2 separate regions of the Sus scrofa genome follow, and region 2 is linked to region 1. The links are chromatin contacts, called in public Hi-C maps. All regions are on one chromosome and are shown on one strand. The core of a region is the stretch at or near the end of the contact, and the rest is flanking DNA. Distances in the headings are between cores, read along the strand shown. Region 1 has its middle 92 kb from the start of ATP6AP1L. Region 2 overlaps VCAN (versican).

Region 1 (2,700 bases), core at 176-2,675:
GGGTTGCGTATGTGAAGGGTGTGTGTGTGTGTGTGTGTGTGTGTGTGTGTGTGTGTGATCTGTACATAGGCAGCAGATCAACAGGCTTGTGTGGCTGAGGCTTCATGCAGACACAGATGAAACTAGCTCAGGTGGTGGCCTCCAACTGCAGAAAATTCTTTGTTTTGCCTTTCTCTCATCTGAAACCATTGCCAGTTTTATCTGAGTACTATCTGGGGCGCATTTCCATTTGGATTTGGAGACTTAAGGCTATAAAACTTTCCAAAAGTGATGTCCAACTGGGCCAGTAGGGGAAACCATGATGCAATCATAGAGTACTTATTTATTTTTTGATTGCAGTTTCCTGTAATGATACTATATTTCTATACTGTGAGACATATTTTGCTTAAATTTATTATATATGTATTTTTATTTTCACTTTTCATAAATTATGCACATTTATGTAAAATAATGCACATTTATGTAGAAAATTTGCAAATGTAAACTATAAAGAAGCTAAAAAATTGTGCATATTCTTAGCAAGCATTGTTATTTTAAGCTGAATTAATTCTAAAAGAAATTTTATTCTTATTAGTTCCTATGCATACAGTCATTTTATTGAAAATATGATAATATAAACACTAGTTTTATCCTTAACCAACCAAACCTATTTACTATGACCCTAAAATATGATGGGGACCTGTTAAGATGCCATCAAACATCCAGAGGACATGGAATATGTGTCCTGAATTTCTGTTTCTGTTTTAACAGTGGAGTTAATATTATTACTTATCCCATACCCACCACTGGACTAAATTCTTTGTATGGATCAGCAATTTAATACTTATAACAAGTTTATAACAAAAGTGCTATTATTAGGTTTCCACTTTACAGGTGGAAAAGTTGAGATGAGATATATTAAGTTATTTGACCAAGGTTACACACTAGTAAGTGGTAGGTCGGATTCTGACCACTCCTGTGTTCTGAAACCCTAAACATCCTTCTCCTAAACATGAAAGTGCTTAGTTTCTTAAAGAGATAAACGCCTAACCATGTCAGTCAGGACGTATTTGAGCACATGAAAGGGCAACAAAGTACATCCCTTCACTTTGATTTCAGCAGAAACACATCCCCTGTATCAAGCGATGACAAGCCCCATGGGGCTGTGCTCAGGCGACAGGCTGGAAATGCATGTGTGTGGCAGGCAGGCTTGTGAGATCACATCCGAAGGCTGGCTGGACTCATTTCAGACCTTTGGAGTGTTGATTTAGACAAGAGGGAGAAGACGCAAACCCTTCTTCTTTGGCTTAGAAGATTATGGATCTGCAACTTCAAAAGCTGTTTGCAATTTTATATTCACATCTCACTGCCAAGGTGCTTGTCTTATCTTAAGTCAGTTGGCTGGAGCTGCTCTGAGTAAGTCGGGCGGTTCCCTTCTGCTTTTGGAAGGGAGTAACAGGGGGAAGAAGAGGGGTGGGCTGTGGAGAGATTTCCGTGGCTGAGAGGATGATTCTAGTGGAAGGAAGGGAAGTAGGCTGAGAGGAGGAGGGAGGAGGACCAGGGAATGATGGGGGGAGAAGAAAGGAAAGGCCCTTTCCTCATCTGTGCTAGTGTGGGAGGCTGTGATCCAAACAGAAAGAATACAGGGAGTTGCCTTTGTGGCTCAGCAGAAATGAATCCAACTCATATCCATGAGGATGCGGGTTGAATCCCTGGCCTTGCTCAGTGGGTCGAGAATCCAGTATTGCCGTGAGCTGTGGTGGAGCTCTCAGACCTGGCTTGGATTCCGTGTTGCTGTGGCTGTGGTGCAGGCCGGCAGCTACGGCTCTGATTCGACCCCTAGCCTGGGAACTTCCATATGCTGTGGGTGAGGCCCTAAAACACAAAATAAATAAAATAAAATAAATGAAAGAATACAGGACCCAGAGTCAGACCTGGTTAGAGTTCTGACTCTCTAGCTTTGGGATCTTGGTCAGCTTATTGTACCTCTCCTTCGTGCCTATTCTCTTCTGCACTGTTTGTCTCGTCCCTGTTTCTTGCGAGGCTCAGATGGTAACGTTGCCCTAACGCTCCTGCCCAGCTCAATCTAGAAGGCAAGGGATCAGGATGGATACTCTGTCTTTACTCTTCATCAGCTCTCTGACCTTGGGCAGGGCAAAGCTGCAGTTTCCTCACCTGTCAGATCTCTAATGTACCCGCCCTTCTTACTTCACAAGGTTTTTGAGAGACTCAAAAGAGATCAGGTATTTGAAAAGATTTTGTGAACCAAAAAGGATTATGCAGTAGTCCCCCATTATCTCTGGAGATGTTGAACCTGGGTATACTATGTTGTTTCTCATCATACATAACTGTCATAAGGTTTAATCTATAAATTAGGCACAGTACGAGATGAACAATAATAATAATAAAATAGAACAACCACCACAATATATTGTAATAAAACTTATGTGAATGTGGTATCTCTCTCTCTCTTAAAGTCTTATAAATTTAATACCTTTTCCATCTTAAGCACTGATCATGCACTGTGACCTTAACTTTTGCTTTTCGAGGTGCAGAACTAGTGCAAATTTCTTTTCCTCCTTCACAATTTTTCTGGTCAAAGATTTGCTCCTACTGTAAATATTAGCAACCTAAACATGATTTTTTTTTCTTTTCTTATTAAATCAAATACTTTTACCTTTTCACATAGGAAGCACTTTATAGCTTCTCTTTGGCATGTCT
Region 2 (2,700 bases), core at 78-2,577, 1.0 Mb after region 1:
GTCAATGCAAACTATTGCATTTGGAGTAGATAAGCAATGAGATCTGCTATACAGCACGGGGAACCCTGTCTAGTCACTTCTGGTGGAATATGACTGAGGATAATATGAGAAAAAGAATGTATGTGACTAGGTCACTTTGCTGTACAGCAGAAATTGACAGAACATTGTAAATCAACTATAATATAAAAAAAAATCTGGAGTTCCCGTCGTGGCGCAGTGGTTAACAAATCCGACTTGGAACCATGAGGTTGCGGGTTCGGTCCCTGGCCTTGCTCAGTGGGTTAAGGATCCAGCGTTGCCTTGAGCTGTGGTGTAGGTTGCAGACGCGGCTCGGATCCTGCATTGTTGTGGCTCTGGTGTAGGCCGGTGGCTACAGCTCCAATTAGACCCCTAGACTGGGAACCTCCATATGCTGCGGGAGCGGCCCAAGAAATAGCAAAAAAAAGCCAAAAAAAAAAAAACTTACAAAAAAAGACAAAAAGTATCTTGAAGTGGAAAAAAAATACTAGGTTGGAATGGTGCATGCAGGCATAAATGTAAGTCATTCTACTGCACAAGAACCTTCCTCGCTCCAGCCTTTCCTTTTCACCACCCAACTGCTTGCGTATTTTCTCATAAATCCATCTTCTTATATATGTATCATGTAAAGGACCAGCTGGGATGTGACTATTACAGCAGTTACTAACTAATGCTAGATGATCCTGTTTCCTTACTTGAACTGAAAGCAGTGCTCATAGCTGAACCAATAAACCCCTTTTGTAAAGCAAAGCAAAGCAGAGCACCTGGTTTATTTCTAAATCTTGTGTCTTTCTGAAATATTGCTTTTTTAAATGGAAGGATAGTTTATTTATAATGTTATGTTTCAGTTATACTGAATTTGTTCTTTTTTTAGATTCTTTTCCATTATAGGTTGTTCCAAGATATTGAATGTAATCCCCTATACTGTACAGTAGGTCTTTTCTATTTATCTATTTTATATGTAGTAGTGTGTATCTTTTAATCTCAAACTTCTAATTTATCCCCTCTGCCTCAGTAACTAGCCATAGGTTTGTTTTCTATGTCTGAGTCTATGAAATAATGCTTTTTTAACCTTAGAAAAAAGATAGCAATCTATCTCTCCACCAGGAAAGTTTTATCCTCAGTTTAGTTTGTTCCTGCTCCCTGATGCTAGTTATCTGCTGAGATTTGGGCCACTGATCATGGTGTTGTGTATTTTAATGATAAAAGATCGTCTGGTATCTCTGAATGACAGTCAGGACTCCCAGACACTATATAAGCAGAGAGTCACCTTGAAAGGATGTAAACCCTGTCTGACTTCTGTAGGTTGCTGATAACTTTCAAAAGCAGAGACCCCACCCCATGCCCGGAACACACACATACTTTATCACACTGGGTGTGTTGATTGAATCAAGTTGGAGACTTGTAAAGAGCTGGGAAGGGGAAGATAACTCTTCAGCCATCCTGCCTGAGAAAACTCAGTGGAATCCCTCTTAAAGCTAAGTTGAGGTCACTCTGAGAGTGGAGAATGTTGGCAGGCAGTGGAGTCCTCTGTGCTTCAAAGACCTGCAGGATAACACCCTACTTTTATGTTAATGCAAGACAGAAATAAACTTTTGACAATAATATACAGATTATTTGGAACAAAATAATCTAAGCATTTGCAAAGTTTGATAGATTGTGATGAATAATTTCAACCCGCCCTGAGTTTGTCCTCTCAGTATTAGAATTAGTTCAAAACAAATTCTCTAGTTTGTGGAGACAATTTTCATTTGCAAGAATAGTACTCAGCTGTTGGATTTTGGCCAGGGATTTTAGAATCATTTTATGCTTTTGGCAGCTAACTTGCTTGAATCTGAGTGGTGGTGGAGTGGGGGTAGAGAGATGGAGAGAAACAGAAAACAGTAACTGAAAAGTTAATAAATCCAATTTAATTGAAAAGGTTGTCTTTGGGGCACTTTTTTTTTTATAGATATAGAGAGTTAATCATTAATTAGAACTGTAAAAGTAACTTTTTCATAAAATGTACAGTATTAAAGAGTTCATACTAGTTATGAAATAATTACCTCTGAATAAAATGCAATTTTGTTATAGAACATGCAGAAAAGTTTACAATCTGGACTGGCTTTCCTCTGCATCACCTGTTTGACTTTTATGTCATAGCTTTCTCCACCATCAGAAGAGAACAAAAATACAAATAACTTAAGGCTTTCTTTTCAGACACAAATTTCTTTTCAGAATTGATTGAATTCTGGTCTATGGAAGAAACAAGAGTTCAAGGTTTGGAATGGGGGAGATGAGCGTCTGAGACCCAGATAAACAGGCTGAGGTCTGATTAGCATTTATTTTTGCCAATGGTGTTAAAATGAATTCTCCCCAAGCCATGCTGCCTTTTTGGAATAATTTTTAGTTTGCCCATCTAGCCCTCGAAGAGGGTGGCTCTGGGCTCAATCACCCAGGATGTTTGCTTATAATCCCAGTGAGGAGAAAAAAAAAAATCCGGATGAGAGGGGGGAGTTTTTCTCTGCTTATGCCAAGAATCTACGTTTCTGTGTGGTTGAGACCCCATCCATGTGAGAGAGGCTCTATTACATTCTTATAACTCAGAATTGATTTCCTAAGGAGAGACCTTTTCCTAACATTTAATTTTGGTGAAAAAAAAAATACATTCTTAAACCTAAAAATCAATGATTTATTTCTTTC

Evidence for each region. Hi-C and Micro-C count contacts between places; a contact is called where the count stands out from the background.
Region 2: a contact with region 1 is called in a Hi-C map of omental adipose tissue, with 2.3 times the contacts expected there. The contact joins two enhancer-like sites. A contact is called at or near these places in 1 of 5 promoter capture datasets (liver), 25 of 47 Hi-C or Micro-C datasets (adipose tissue, alveolar macrophages, blood and 14 more) and 2 of 2 datasets of contacts at active chromatin or transcription factors (alveolar macrophages and skeletal muscle).

The regions. Positions count from the first base shown.
Region 1 is chr2:90,771,601-90,774,300 of Sscrofa11.1, forward strand. No RefSeq gene overlaps it. Among named protein-coding and RNA genes, the nearest start is that of ATP6AP1L, 92 kb to the left of the region's middle. Within about 2 kb of position 1,426, at least 6 of the 83 cell types and tissues checked have an H3K27ac peak or open chromatin away from gene starts, as enhancers often do. A contact at or near this core is called in omental adipose tissue, where this site is marked.
Region 2 is chr2:91,795,839-91,798,538 of Sscrofa11.1, forward strand. All of the region lies in intron 12 of VCAN (versican), which reads left to right. Among named protein-coding and RNA genes, the nearest start is that of VCAN, 97 kb to the left of the region's middle. Within about 2 kb of position 1,328, at least 17 of the 83 cell types and tissues checked have an H3K27ac peak or open chromatin away from gene starts, as enhancers often do. A contact at or near this core is called in omental adipose tissue, where this site is marked.